Linked DNA regions of Mus musculus: region 2 is linked to region 1. The links are chromatin contacts, called in public HiChIP or PLAC-seq maps. All regions are on one chromosome and are shown on one strand. The core of a region is the stretch at or near the end of the contact, and the rest is flanking DNA. Distances in the headings are between cores, read along the strand shown.

The links. HiChIP or PLAC-seq counts read pairs in DNA pulled down with a chosen protein or histone mark.
Region 2: a contact with region 1 is called in an H3K4me3 HiChIP or PLAC-seq map of bone marrow-derived macrophages, with 2.4 times the contacts expected there. The contact joins the promoter of Bola1 here to the enhancer-like site in region 1. A contact is called at or near these places in 3 of 39 promoter capture datasets (frontonasal cranial neural crest, hematopoietic stem and progenitor cells and macrophages), 2 of 484 Hi-C or Micro-C datasets (bone marrow-derived macrophages and forebrain), 6 of 115 datasets of contacts at active chromatin or transcription factors (CD8 T cells, the SCID.adh cell line, bone marrow-derived macrophages and 2 more) and 3 of 9 other capture datasets (adipose tissue, liver and pancreatic islet).

What each region holds. Positions count from the first base shown.
Region 1 is chr3:96,132,220-96,139,963 of GRCm38.p6, forward strand. Otud7b (OTU domain containing 7B) reads left to right here. Exons shown (of 12, transcript NM_001025614.1): 2 at 4,255-4,405. The coding sequence starts at 4,321. Among named protein-coding and RNA genes, the nearest start is that of Mtmr11, 26 kb to the right of the region's middle. Within about 2 kb of position 3,017, at least 25 of the 459 cell types and tissues checked have an H3K27ac peak or open chromatin away from gene starts, as enhancers often do. A contact at or near this core is called in bone marrow-derived macrophages and pancreatic cancer cells, where this site is marked.
Region 2 is chr3:96,193,073-96,200,816 of GRCm38.p6, forward strand. It overlaps Bola1 (bolA-like 1 (E. coli)), which reads right to left and starts at 4,514. Exons shown (of 2, transcript NM_026975.2): 1 at 4,478-4,514; 2 at 3,516-4,207. The coding sequence starts at 4,204. The coding sequence ends at 3,791. It overlaps Sv2a (synaptic vesicle glycoprotein 2 a), which reads left to right. Exons shown (of 13, transcript NM_022030.3): 12 at 117-276; 13 at 661-2,111. The coding sequence ends at 844.

The DNA.
Region 1 (7,744 bases), core at 1,767-4,266:
TTTCATAGGAAGCTCTAGGCCATTGAAGGCTGTGTAGCGGCGCTGTCTTTTAAAAAAGAAAAGAAAAGAGAAAAGAAAAGAAAAATGTAGAGTAAAATGCTAGCATTTCAGTCTACCAGTGAAAATGGTTTTGAATGATCTCAATAGAGATGAAAGGTTTTAGATATTATGAAACTCTAAGGTAGATGGATTACAGATGAGCATTAACATTTCTCAGGAAAATGGCAGGACTTGAAGTGAGGAAACACTGAGCCTGCGACTGTGTTCCCTAACACTGAGTGCGGCTGTGCTCCCTTTCTGTGTCATGCCTTCATCCCTTTGGAAACGGTGGAGGCCAGCAGGAAGATATGCATTCAGACTTTCTACATTCAGACAAGCTATTCACCTGGCTTTTTGTTTTCATTGTTGAGCAAATATGATAGTATGTGGCAGTTGGCAGGAGGCGTTGCTAGCCTTGTGTGCTGCTGAGTGCACAGCTGTTGAGTTGTCATTGAAAGAGCTTAAGGAATACTAGCTTGTTCTTGGTTCTGTCTTCAGGAGAGCCTGAAAGTGGAAGCAGGGTAAGAGGCAGAATTGAATTTTGAGCAAGATACTCTGTTTATGCAGTTCTGGAGTTTATAGCTATGATCAGCACCAACATTTATAAATGAATATAGGTACAAGTAAAGACAGATCCAGGCAAAGAGTTTATAAAAGCACCTGGCTCACGATAATGATGTTTGGCTGCAACAAGTAATTTTGTAAAGAAATGATTTAATTTCCATTGAAAAGTCCATCATTCTCAGGAGTCAATTTTGTTGTTCAGTAGAACTGAATAAGAACCAGTATGTGAACATTATTAGGGGGAGGAGTGTAGTGATAGGTTTGGCTTTTATTTAGAAAAAACAACTTATTACAGTTGGATCTGAAAGTAATGAGCTCCCTGTCAGAGCTTGTATTCACTTGGGAACTGGACAATCTGCTAGAGATGTACTAGAAGAGTTCTTTGGTGGGGTCAGACATGGGACTGAGTAATTGGTGACAGCCCTTCTACTAGGAAAACTGGATGCTTTTGACTGAATCCATCTATAAACCACACAGTCAACAAATATTTGAGTGCTGCTTCCCTTTTATTTGAAAAGCTGAAGGTTGTGTTTGTTTTTTTGTTTGGGGTTTTCCTTCCTGTGTGTTGAGACAGGGCTAGCTGAGTCTTCGTAATTGGCTTCGGTATCCTCACTTGGAATTTGAGAAGCATCAGCCAGGTGTTGTGATGTTGTAACAAGATCTGCTGTCCTTCTGTTGGGCGAAGGTCACAGTCCAACCATGTATTGGAGAATCCAATACAAGAATGAGCTGCCAAGAAGTTTGCTTTAGTGCTTCACATTTTTTGCTGAAGAGCCAGTCTTTCCTGATAGGAGTTATTTGTTTATTTTAGATGTTTGGAATTGAGCGGCCTACCTTCTGTTTCCATGTAAGATCCCGGATGCCATGACACTGATGGTTTTTGTTTGCTTCTCCCTCAGGAGCCTCTCTCGATCTGGCTGGAAATTGTTTGCATGCCTGTGGCTCAGTCTCCTTCGTTCCACGGAGCGCTGTGTGTGCTGTTTCGTCTTTCCCACGTCCTTTCAGAAAGCTGTTAGAGTAGCTTACAGTGGCTTGACTGTCTGTCTGTCTGTTTGTTTGTTTGAGGCAGGGTGTCATAGTTCTATCTGCCCTCGAACTCATTACATAGACCAAGCTGGCCTCGAACTCACAGGGAATTACCTGCCTGCCTCTGCTTTCAGAATTCTAGTATTAAAGACCTGAGCCACCACACAAGTTTACCTTATTTTATTTTTTAAGAGTAAAGATTTAAGTTCATTTTGGAGTTAGTCTCTTAATTTTGGACTATTTATGTTTGTTACTTGGATAGTGCCCATGTCCTGTGACAAAGTGGTGAATACAGTGGGCTTTGGAGAGAATTCTCATTTGCATTAGATGAAAAGCCTTTCATTCACCTGTGAATTCTGAAAGCATTTAATTTTTTTTTTTTTTGGACAGGGTCTTTCTTTGTAGCTTTGAATTCTCAATCCTCTCGCCTCTGCCTCTTGAGTGCTGATGTTAGAAATGTGTAATACTTGCCTGCCTTGAAATTCAATACTTTTTATTGTTGTTGTTGTTGAAACACTTTATTCAGAGGCTTGGGGGAAAGTTGTAGAAGTCCATGTTGTCTGCTGTCCTGCCCAGGGCAGACCTTAGAGATCTCCCTGTCACTAAGAGCTTGAAACTCAATTCTTAGGCACAAGTTGCAAGGGGGCTGGGTCACTTCATAGAAAGCTTGGCCAGAAGCTCTTCATGTAGTTCTGGATTAGTGTGAGATTAACAGCAGGGGCTGTTTACCTTAGGCTGGATTGCTGGCTTGGTGCTTAGGATAGTGAAACAGATGCAAATTAGACATTTGTTTATAATGAATTTAGTCACTAGGTATTTATAACTGCCTATTATATTGTAGATACCTTGCTCAGTGTTGGACTAGGGATATGAATAAATCATGCTCTGTACCCATTGGTTTCTTGTATTATTAGAGCACTATAAGAAATAGTGATTTCTCTTTTAAAAAAAAAAATCCAAAGAACTACCACCAACAAAACAATTCAGTTATCAGGTTAGAGACTTATAATTTTTACAACCCACAAAAATTTGCTATTTGCCTTACTAGTTCTAAAAATGTAGAAAAATGGAATCAGATCATACTACAAAAAAGTTGTATTAAGGGATAGAAGAGGAGTGAAGAAAAAAATCCTTGGAGGTCATGCTTAGGCTTTAGGTTTTCGGAGGAATGTATTGTCTGAGTCATCTGTTGTTTTCAACAATTCTGGTTTTGTCTTTTCCAAAAAGATGATTAGTGGGTGCAATGAGACAGTTGGATACCTGGGCACTTTATGAACGAGCCCCTTCTACAGAGCACCGTAAGACTAATGAGTGTGGTCAGAGGTGGATCTCCACCCTATTTTTGCTTTCTCAGCTGGGACTATTAACCTCAGAGGAATGTTGACATGGTGCCAGGCTGTCAGGTCAGGGACATAGTTTCTGCTAAAGTCAAGTCTGAAAGAGGGATCTTTTCTCAGGTAAACTGGCACTCGTTTGTCCTGGGAGACAACTCTTTCTGATTGTGTTTCCTGAGTTCTGCAGTTAGTGACTGTTGGGATGAGCCTCTGGGATCTCCACTCAGAGTGTGGAATAGTTTGTTATTTTGAGAAGTTTCAGCATTCAGTTTACTCTTCCTGTTTTCTCAACTAGCATGAGAATATTAGTCAGCCTTGAAGTCATCTGCTGTATAGTGTTATTTTGTTTAATAAGTATCTACTAAGGGCCAGTGTGCCTTGTACTGTGTCAAGTAGTTCATCCTGAGGATAGATCAGTAAAGAAGACATGCAACTTCCTATTTCCAAAAATTTGACATGAAAATCAAAGGCTAGGGCTGGTGAGATGGCTCAGTGGGTAAGAGCACCTGACTGCTCTTCCGAAGGTCCAGAGTTCAAATCCCAGCAACCACATGGTGGCTCACAACCATCCGTAACGAGATCTGACTCCCTCTTCTGGTGTGTCTGAAGACAGCTACAGTGTACTTACATATAATAAATAAATAAATCTTTAAAAAAAAAAAAAAAAGAAAAAGAAAATCAAAGGCTAGGCAAAGAGTGATTAAAGTACGTTCAGAAGAAAGCCAGAGCATGGTGGCACATACCTGTAATATCAGCATTCACAAGGCTGAGACAGGATGATTGCTACAGGTTTGAGGTTAGCCTGAGCTACATACGAAGCATTGTCTACAAAACCAAAAACCCTTAATAATCAATATGTTTCAGGAGGGACATGAGCATGGCGCCATTTAGGAAATATTGTAGGTCAGAGAGCTTTCTAGGGCAGCAGATTGCTGCCTTCTCCCTTTAGACTGGAGGGGCAGACATGGCACTAGGGTGGGTATAGAGCACTTCCTAGTATATGCAATCCCTGGGCTACATCCTCAGTGCCTTTCTCCTTAAAAATCAAACCAAAACAATGAAAAAAGCAGAAGCAAAGCTTTGTTGAGTAGTTTGTAGTTACTGTAGGTATTAAAATATTGTTAACAAGGAAATGAAATGTGATTCTTCATGAAAAAATTTATTTTTTGTTTGAAAATTCAGTTGGAATGAAGGAACCAGAACAGTTAGCATGTGTTAAGAGACTGTTGAAATCGGGCTGTGATGATGCTGTTCTGGTTAGGTGAGCCTTGTGCATGCATCTCCTTTTCAGGTCAGAGCCTGGATTTGGATCTATGTTCTGCTCACATCCTGCTGCCTGAGAGTACCTGATGATCCCATGACCCTGGACATGGATGCTGTCCTGTCGGATTTTGTTCGTTCCACAGGTGCAGAGCCAGGGCTGGCTCGAGATCTTCTAGAAGGTAAGGAGAAAGTGAGAAAAGAGAAAGCAAAATCCCATTAGGGTGATTTGGAACATTTTAAGGGGATCAGAAAAATGTTTTGAGTGCTGTAAACCCTCCATTTTAGTTGCTTCTATTGAAACCACAGATTCCCTGGTCACCTTGTATGTATTAGGTGCTTGCTTCATTGTGAATTTATATTCAGGTAAGTCAAGGGGAAAGTTAGATTAGCCCACTAAAATAATCATACCTGATCTTGTCCTCTAGCCATTATGCACACGCTATACATATATACTACCCACTTGTTCTAGCATCTATATGCATTTGTATGCACATACAACACATATATACCACACATGTGCCCAACAACACACTCAAAGTTAAGGAAAAAATAAAAATAAAATCATCCTCTTAAAAGAGCAAGTGTTTCATTGTGTGTGTAGTGTACCCAGTATATGCAAAGTACTTGATGTATTATTCTCTCAGCTGCTGTGTTATATAATTGCAGTGAAATTACATAGGATTTGAACCTTGACCGGTTTTCAGAGTGTGGCTCTTAATGATCATGTTACAAATACTTCTTGCATGTTGTAAACACTCATAAAATTGAAAAAAAACAAACAAACTAAGAATGTCATGAGTATGAAGAGGGAAATCTAATTTAGCTTTCAGGAAGGACTACCCAGGAAAAATCGCTTAATAAGATGACCCTAAGAGGAGAGAGAGTGATGTAATGGAGTGGTGAGCGAGATGGGAAGAGTGGTTCGTGAGTGATGGGAGCTGGCAGGGTGGACAGGAAGCAGAGTATGGGGGCGTTTGTTCGCCATAGTCAGGAATTTATACTTTCAGTTTACTGGAAGTAAAGTTTTTAATAGTATAAGAATAGTTTTTAGAGTTTAAGGGTTTAATCTGTTTCAATAGGTTATATATAGGCCATTGGTAAAGCCAGGTAAGAATTTACCATAGTTGAGGTGAGACATAATAGTGACTGCAGTGTTGGTGAGAGGGAGAGGAGCTGATGGAGTTAGATATTAGTCGCTAGAGAGATGCATCAGCAGTTAAGAGCATTTGCTGCTCTTCAGAGAACCTGGGCTCATGTCTCAGTACCCACATAGTGACTCACAACTGTGAGTTGGCCTCCTTGGACACCAGGCAGGCATATGATGCACATACATACATGCAGGCAAAACATTCATACACATAAAATAAAAAATAAATATATTTTTCAAAAGGTACCATTTAGAAAGGGAATCAAAGAACTTGTTATTATTGTTATCGTCTCTTTCTTTAGTGTGCTAATTTTCTTTAAAAAGTTAACTCTTTGCTAGGCATGGTGTCACATAATCCTAGCACTTGGGAGGCAGAGGCAAGCAGATCTCTGTGAGTTCAAGACAAGCCTGGTCTACACAGTGAAACCCTATCTTAAAAACAAAACAAGAAAGCGTTAACTTTGGTTATAGTACAAAGAATAAATTAGAGAGAACAGAGATTAGGAGCAGAGACTCATTAGAAAATCTTCCCAGAGAGTCTCCCTCTTAAAGGAACAAAGGAAGGACACACTATACATATATACTACACAGGTGAACTTATAAAGACTTGAATTAGGGCAGAGACAATAAAAACAGACAAGAAGGAATGGATTGGAGAGTTACCTAAACAACCCTCTGAGTAACTGAGGGGAGGGAGAAGAACGGTGGGTCTGGGCAATAGTGAGGAGCTCCTGCTAGAGGCTAGGGACTGGAGAAGTTGTGATGCTCTTACTGATTTAGGGGCCACATGAGGAAGAGAGGGTACAAGTTTTGGAGAGATTATTAACATTCGGTGCTGGACATTATTAACATTCGGTGCTAGTGTTAAGAGGTCCTGATGACTTTAAGGAGTTTCCTGACAGTTGGAAGTGCATATCTAGTTCTCAAGATAGGCTGTTTATTAGTACACGACTTGACTTAGGGGAAATATTCTCCATTTATTCAGCAAATGTTTATTGAGTTTTTGCTAGATGCCAGGTCTTATTCTGGATGCTTGTACTAAACAGAAACCCCTACCCTAATGTTATAGGAAAGGTGGCCAGTATACAAGGAGTATGTATATAGTTTATATGCAGTATGTTTGAGGGTATGGAGGATTATGGAAAATGATATCCAGAGTATTGAGGTGAACAGGATTTCAAACTGGGCAGTCAGAGTAGGACTTACTAAGAAAATGGTATTTGAGTGGATACCTGAAGTTTACAAAGACTGATCTATATAGGTATGCTGGAGAAAAGTATCTTACATGCAATAAGAATAGTCAGTGAAAGGCCTGGGTGGGGAACAGTCTTGATGTGGTCTAGCAACAGCAAGGTGGCCAGTGGAGTCCAGAACAGAGAATAAAGAGTGAGAGATGAGAGGGGCAGAATTAAGTCAGCAAGCATGAATTGTTAGTAGAGCTTAACAGGAGGGTTAGACAACAGTGACAATGGCAGTAGTAATGCATGCGAGATTCTGCACACAAAGCACCGTTTGTGTGCTTACAACTCATTTAACTTTCAGAACAGCACGCTGCTGCAGGCACACCATTGCACAACATCTTCTGGGGAAGTCTATTTCTATCCATCCCTAATAAAAGGGAGCAGATCAAAGAGTCTATCTTCTTAGCAATTGTTAAATGCTTATGTATTCTTGGGCAGAGGAGGAACCTTATAAACCTTATTAACTCATTACCATCTCCCTTACCAAGAGATGATGATGATGATAATAGTAATAATCCCAGATTGTTTTATTTTATATGTATGTATAAGTGTCTAACATGTGCATGCCTAATCTCAAGGAGTCCAGAAGAGGGTGTCAGATGGTAATGGTCATATCCAGCCTGGAGGAAGCAGTCACACAGAATACTAGTATTCTAATCTATATTTTCCACAAATAAATGGCAGAGAAAAAGGCAGAAAATAAGAGAGGCTGTAGAAAGCCTTCAGTATTGGGCTAAGGAGCCTTCTGTGGTAGTGATAAACCATTACATAAAGATTATGAACTCAGAACTGAATGTGCTTTAGAAAGTGAATCTCATGAGACTCCTTGAGTAGATTGGAGGTGTAGGATACTGGGTGAAAAGTTAAATCAGGGCTGTAGCAGCAAGAGTAACAGAAGTGCAAACAGTCCATCCGTGTGTGTTAAAGAATTTAAATAGAGAAAGCGACTGAAAAACTCCATCATGTTGCGTCCTTTCAGATAGAGTGCTGTTTTAAAGTAGGAGCTGTACAGCTCCTGTGCCTGTGTTACCCAGCAGCTCTGCACTGGACACGCACTTTGTATGCACTTGTAGGTGCCCTGTGACATCCTAGAGTCTAGAGCCTACTGCAAGCTAACTGATACTTTGAAC
Region 2 (7,744 bases), core at 3,264-5,763, 62 kb after region 1:
ACTCTGGGACACAGTTATCTGGAGTTGCCTCAAAGCCAGCCGGTGGCAATCAAAGCCAGCTGGTTGCAAGCTGGGCCGTGGCTGGGTTTCATTGTCGTCTCTTCTCCTGGTTCCAGCTGGTTCCAGTGTGTTGTCCTGTGTGTCCTGCTTCTTCCTGTCTTTTGGGAACAGCGAGTCAGCCATGATCGCTCTGCTCTGCCTTTTTGGGGGAGTTAGCATCGCATCCTGGAACGCGCTGGACGTGCTGACCGTTGAGCTCTACCCTTCCGACAAGAGGTAGTTTGGAGTGTGGTGGGCGAGCAGGGGAGGAGCTACAGGACTGGGGAGAAGCGAGGAAGAGAGCTGAGAGAATATCCTTAGGGAAGAGAATAGGGTGGAGGATAAGGATGTTGTTGGGGTAGGACACACATCCATGCTGAGCTTTTCCTTAACAGCTGGGAGCTTTTGTCTTCACTTCTGGAACTGCTAATTACTAACCTCTGCTTCTGTCTCCTTTCTCTCTTGTCTCCCAACGTGTCTGTTGCCCCACCCCCTCCTGTCACTTCTCCATCCTTCCTTCCCGCTCCCGCACACTGTTTTCCTCTGACCCCACTTTGCCTTCCCACCTGCCCATCTTCCCTCTTCTGGACCGCCACCGCGCCGTGGCTTGGCACTGAGCAGGACTACTGCCTTTGGCTTCCTGAATGCCCTGTGTAAGCTGGCAGCTGTGCTGGGGATCAGCATCTTCACATCCTTTGTGGGCATCACCAAGGCTGCTCCCATTCTCTTTGCCTCGGCTGCTCTTGCCCTTGGTAGCTCTCTGGCTCTGAAGCTGCCTGAGACCCGGGGACAGGTGCTGCAGTGAGGGATGGGGGCTGTCTCAGGGGCTTTAGGGATGGCAGGCACACTGTGAGACCAATAATTCCTTTTATCCCTACCCTGCCCTGCTGTCCTGGTCCTCACTCCTGTGTTTGGTGTCTTAGCTGTGTGTGCCTGTGTGCATGTGTGTGACCCTGATGGGCAGGGACTACAGGGACGGTCCCTTCGTTCCACTTTTGGGATGAGGTACTCCTTACCTGCTGCCACCCTCAACTTTGCACAAGGAGAAGGCTGCGCTGCATCCTTCTCTCCCCCAGTGTTAGCAGGGGGGCTGTTTCCCTGCTCCGAGGGTTCCGGAACTTCTGCCTTCCCCTTCTTTCCCTCCGCCTAGGCCCTGGTGAACCACAGGTATGGAGTTATAATGGGGGCTGAGGCTTGGACCAAAAGAACTTCTTGAGTGGGAAGGCCTTGGGTGCCCTCTAGCCTCCCAAGGATGCTGGGGAGTAGCAATAAACCTCAGCCCTCTGGCCACCATTTTCACCTCAATTCAGGCTACAAGTGTGAAGCCTGGATTTAATTTATGGAATTAGTTTTCTGAGTTTTATTTATATGTAAGTTCTGAGGCAGCTTAGCTGGACTGTGTGTGGATGTATACATACACTCGTGTGTGTGCGTGCGCATGTGTGTGTGTGTGTACCATGGGGTAGGGGTACCACTCTACTGTCTAATATAAGCCAAGAGTAGTAGTTTCAGTGAACACACACAACACTGTTTTTCTATAGTACCTCCCAGAATCTTGTATCTGTGCTGGGGCTGGAGGCAGAACCCCTAGGCCAGGCTGGGATGAGTCCTGCAATCTTGGGGGACCTGAGGGCACCTGACAAGGACTCACTCTCTCCTTGCTCTAGAGAGGTTCTACCCACTAGCCACAGCCCTCCATCTGACCTGTTCACACAGGCAGTGGACCAGAGGAAAGAAAGGGAGAATAACCAGGCACGTATGGTCAAACCAGCAGGTCCGAAAGCACAAGGAGCTGGGGCAGGAAGCAGGGGTCCGTCCCTAACCCTTCTCAAAAAGGCTGGGTCGTGAGGGACCCCTAATGCAGGGACCAGAAGCCTCAGTTTCCCCGTTTTGCCCTTCCACAGAACAGCCTTGTAGGTAGAGCTGCCCCCGTCCTACCCTACTCTGTGTGGCTGCTTTCTTTGGTACTCTCTCTCCACTCCCAACGTAGCTGTGACGTGTTGTAGTTTTTAGCTGTTTGTAAAATGTTAAAAAAAAAAAAAGTTAAAAGGAAGTTAAACTAACCACAAAAAGAAAAAAAAATCTAAATTCACCCTCCGTACGCTACGTCTGGTGCCCTCAACCCTAAGGCCATTCCGATTTTGTAACTGAACCAGGTGGTGACTGTTTAACTCTAGTGTCTGTGCTCAAAGGACTGCCTTCTCCTCCAGTGCCCAGTGTGTGAATGTGCGACCCTTCTTTCACCATTCCGTGGCTGGACGTAGCCTTCTCCCTTACTGCATCCCCAGGGGATACACATCCACCTTCCTGTCTCCTGGGGAACCCTAAACCTGACTCCATTGATGTGAAAAAAAAAATGAAATGAAAAATACTGCTGAAAAATAAAGGGTTCGAACCCTTAAAACCCAAAGTGGCTGTGTCTGCTCCTGGCTTCTTCATTCATTCTCCCATACTGACTATCTGGGGAAGATAAACTAGTGTTGGAGAAACAATTCCTTCTCTTATCAACATGGAATGGGGTACCTCAAACCTACATTTTGTTTATTTAAAAACATTTACTTATTCTGGCTCTAGACGGTTAAGAGCCCTTGTTATTCTTGCAAAAATCGACATAAACATATTTTATTTGCATGAGCATTTTGCCTGCATATGTATATATGCACCATGTGCCTGGTACCCACCAAGGCCAGAAGAGGGCATTAGATCCCTTGCAACTGGAGTTCCAGTCCTTCGTGAGTCACCAAGTGGGTGCTGGGAATCAACTCTGGATCCTCTGGAGAGCAGAAAGTGTTCCACCACTTCTCTGGCCCCCCAGTTTTAAGCAATTTCTTTTGGGAATCCCTGCTACCTGCAGCTTGTCCTCGATTCTCCTGCCTCAAGTCCACGCTGCGCTACATTTCTCTTTTTTCTTTTCTGCTCCTAATGCTGGAATTAAAGGTGTGTGTAATTATTAAAGGTGTATTATATGTAAGTACATGGTAGCTGTCTTCTGACACTCCAGAAGGGGGCGCCACATCTCATCACGGATTGTTGTGAGCCACCATATGATTGCTGGGAACTGAACTCAGGACTTTCGGAAGAGCAGTCAGTACTCTTAACCACTGAGCCATCTCCATTCCCCAAACCTAGCCAATGTTTATTTCGGTTCTTTTCCTGCTTCAAATGCAGGAATTCCCTCTTTTCCGGGTTAATTTTGGTATCCTTGCAAAACCCAGATAGTTCACTTCCTCACAAATCCCTTCTCTAGCCTACAGGTAATTTTCTTCTCATAAGAACGTCTGTAGGGACCTAACAGCTGTGTAAACCTGATGGCCTCTCTGAGTTCAATTCCAGAACCATGCAACTGGGGGAGGAGTAACTCCGAAAATTACTCTCTGACACCCAAGTGCGCAGTGGTGTTATGCAACCTCCCCCAGCCCCCATATGCACTAATGATGTGTAGCTCCAATTTAACAGGTATTAAGAGCACCGTTTGACCTCATGCACCAGCTTCTCTTTTATTATCATGGCCCTTTCCGATTCATCAGGACCTTTCTCTAGTCTAGCCCAGGCAAGGGCAAGAGGGAGGGAGTGGCTGCTCTCTCCCTGGGCTAGCTTAGCTTTCACCAGAGGTGTCTTTGCCTCTGCATGGTGTTCATTAGCAGAAAAGGCAGAGCTCCTGGTCCGTACAAATCAAGGAATAAGGTAGTAGTGATGTAGTAGTTTATTCTCAGTCGACCCATTCGGATCGTTCTCCCAATCCAGGTATTTATTAAGAGGTCCCTCGAGTTTTCTTGCTCCCACCTAGGCAGGGGGGACTAATGTCCAACTGTGGGTTTTCTCTCCACTGGGCGGGGGTCTTCGCCTGGATGGCCAGGGCATGTACCGGTCCAGCCAGCTCCTCCGACAGTGCCTCGTGGACCAACCGGTGCCGTTGCAAGGGGCTCATCCCCTCGAAACGAGAGCTCACCACCGCCACGCGAAAATGCGTCTCGCTGCCTGCTGGGACTGCGTGGCCACCGCTCTCGTTGCGCAGCTCCAGTACCTCGGGGCTCAGGGCTTGCTCCAATTTGGCGCGAATAGCGGCTTCCACTGGTCCTGCAGCCGCAGATCCCGCGCTGCCCCGCGATACACACGAGCGCGTGGCCATGGAGACCATGCACTGGGCCGATCGCGCACTTAGCATTCGCTGCGGAGAAACGAAGGACACGGGACTGAGTCCACACACCCTGCCCACGCACCCCAGACAAGCACACCCTGGAACCGCCTCTACTCTGCGTGGCGGGTTAACGCGGCTTCTACGCCGGTAGCGGAGAGACAAAGGCGATTGAGCGGCCAGAGCGCTAGGCACTAAGGGCACTGGGAAAGCATGGCTGGGAGCTGAAAAATGGAAAATGTACAACTTGGTCCTTTTGGCTGAGTCAGAGCCCTATCGTCTCTCCGAACCCTAGGGTGGTACCTTTGTACTTGCTGCGCAGCCTGCTGTACCACCGCTTGATCTAACAACCGAATTTCCGGTCGGACCACGCAAACGCCGCGTCAGGAGGCTCGCTAGGAAACGCAGTCCGGTTGCGTCTGGCAGGCGTTACCCAGTACCCAGAGGTTTTATGGGAATTGTAGTCCCTGCTTCTCCCGACCGGTAAAATCCTGCAAAGTCGGGAAATTAGAGCAATAAAAACAAAAGTGTTTCCTGTAAATTTAAGATGGTTGCACCAGATTTGTAGCTTCTTGATCTATAACCCAAATAGCTTAAGTCATTTGTATGTAATTAATAAAAAAAGAAGTCTCATGTAGCCCAGGTTGGCCTTTACCACTCTAGAAATGTCCATTATTTCCTGATCCTCCTGCCTCTACCTCCTACCTGCTGGGATTACTGTCCTGGGTTATTGATAGAGTGCTTCCATAGCAAAAACAGATTCTTATGAGATTACAGCGGACCTTGCTCAATTCAGAGGGGAATGTCTGCTGGGACAGTTTTCTTCCCAAGATAATCTGTCCTGCCCCAAACAGAGAATTCCAGTGAGAAGGAAAATGAAGATCGTCACACAGTTCCCTAAGAGCTGCACTAACTTGCCTTGCCCCCGCGCGCTTCTGTGTAGGACCCCAGCTTTGTTCCTTTCGGAGATTCCTTTGTTCCTGAGAGAGATAGAATAAAGACAGCCCTGCTCTCAGAGTTTACAAAGCACTAGAGAAATAGTCATAATGTTCATTGTGATACCGTGTGTCAAGTGTGTGGTGGAAATACACACAGTTTACTGTAAGCATATTACCTACACGTGAGGACCAAAGAAATGACAAGAGACTTCTTAGAGCAGTGTAGGAGAAACAAGAAGACCACTTTCTCACCTCATTTGGTCAGGATGTGGTAACTGAATGAAATCAGCACATGACTGCAGTCTCCCCTCCCCTAGCCTGAAACCTGCTTGCTCAGGGGTGGAGCTTCCTGCTCATTCGTTCTGCCACGCCCACTGCTGGAACCTGCGGAGCCACACACGTGCACCTTTCTACTGGACCAGAGATTATTCCGCGGGAATCGGGTCCCCTCCCCCTTCCTTCATAACTAGTGTCGCAACAATAAAATTTGAGCCTTGATCAGAGTAACTGTCTTGGCTACATTCTTTTCTCTCGCCACCTAGCCCCTCTTCTCTTCCAGGTTTCCAAAATGCCTTTCCAGGCTAGAACCCAGGTTGTGGTCTGCTGGCCGGACACAACACATGACCACTCCAAGGAATGGCTGAGGCAGTTCCTACTCTGTGTGTGAGGGAGAACACAGCCAGAGGCATCTGGAAGGGTCTAGTGCAGGAAGAAAATAGAGCAAGCTAAACAGCAGACTGAACAGGGCTATGAAGGGAGAGGAGGGGAGGGAGAGTGAGAGATGGAGAGAGAGAGAGAGAGAGAGAGAGAGAGAGAGAGAGAGAGAGAGAGAGAGAGAGAGAGAGAGAGAGAGAGAGAACCAGAGCCAGAGCCAGAGTCAAGAGAACCAAGAAAGCTCATGGCCAAAATGGCTGGGTTATATAGTATAGGAGTCAGAAGCTGGAGAAGGGAAGGGAAGCCCTGAGCTGGAGCAGTTTGGAGATAGGGTGAAAAGAGCTAAGGAAAGCCATAGATAACGAGTTCTGCTGCCAGCGTGTACTTTGGTGTAATAGAAACCATAGTTACCTATTTGTCCCTGGCTTCTTTGGGACCCAACAGCAGCCTTGTCTTTGGGCTGTCCTGAAACTCATAATGTATACTAGGCTGGCCTCAGACTCTGTAGATCAGACTGGCCTTGTTTGAACCCAAAGATCCACTTGCCTCAGCTTCCCAAGAGCTGGGATTAATGGTGTGTGCCACTACTGCCAGATCAAAGATCAAAGTTTACTAAAAGAAGACAATGCTATAGACATTTGTTTGTTTTTTTAAACAAAACCAAACAAATACTAGGGTAGGCAAGCTGTAATCTCAAGGGGGAGAATGGAGACAAGAAGGAAACATTCCATGTTGTTTGAGTTAAGCAGGCATGAAAGACAGCCACATGATGGAGACCAGAGCTTTAGAGAAAAATAAGGAATCCTAAATTACCAGAAAAAGAAGACCTAGGCTCCGGACAGCATCCTAAGAAAGAATAAAGGAACAGTTGTACCTCTCTGGGTAGACCCAACTGTCGGATCCCAAGGAAATTCCACTTCCCCAAATTCCAAAAGGCAGAGAAGGGATAAATGGCTACCTGAGCTTCCAGTTAGTATACCAAAGCCTATGCTGGCCTCCAGGCTCCCTCAGTATCTCAAGTACCTCTTAACAGAGTTCAGAGTCTGGCTAGCACCCTGCTAGCCCTTCTCACTTCCTCTCTTACCCTAAACTCCCTGCAGCCCACAGGTTTCCCTCCCCCCAGCCACACCTCCTGGTAACCTCCCCCCACCTTGATCTCCCTGTCTCTGCTTTCCCTCTCTTCCCCCCCACCCCCTCCACCTCCCCCTGCACTTCTGTCTCTGCTTGGCTCCTGCTTCCCCCCTAGCCAGGTCCAGTCTGGTGGCCACGCTCAGTCTCTCTCTCTCTCTCTCTCTCTCTCTCTCTCTCTCTCTCATATCTATAATAAAACCCTTCCTGTAAACCATACGTTGGAGTGGTCACGCATAACTTTACTTTTTTTCAAAGTCTATTTTAATGATAGTTCTTATATTAGTCAGGGTTCTCTAGAGTCACAGAACTTACAGATAGTCTCTAGATAGTAAAGGAATTTATTGATGACTTACAGTCGGCAGCCAATTCCCAACAATTGTTCAGTCGCAGCTGTGAATGGAAGTCCAAGGATCTAGCAGTTACTCAGTCTCACGCAGCAAGCAGGCGAAGGAGCAAGAGCAAGAAGCTAGACTCCCTTCTTCCAATGTCCTTATATTGTCTCCAGCAGAAGGTGTAGCCCAGATTAAAGGTGTGTTCCACCACACCTTTAATCCCAGATGAAAGGCGTAGCCCAGATTAAATGTGTGTTCCTTAAACTCGGAGATTCAATCTTCTGGAATTCATAGCCACTGTGGCTCAAGATCTTCAAACCAAGATCCAGATAAGGATCTCCAAGCCTCCAGATAAGGGTCACTGGTGAGCCTTCCAATTCCGGATTGTAATTCATTCCAAATATTGTCAAGTTGACAACCAGGAATAGCCACTACAATCCACCCCTTGTCAACTTGACACAAATAATATCTCATGTTCACATAAAACAATAACAAGGTTGTAAATACGCCTAACA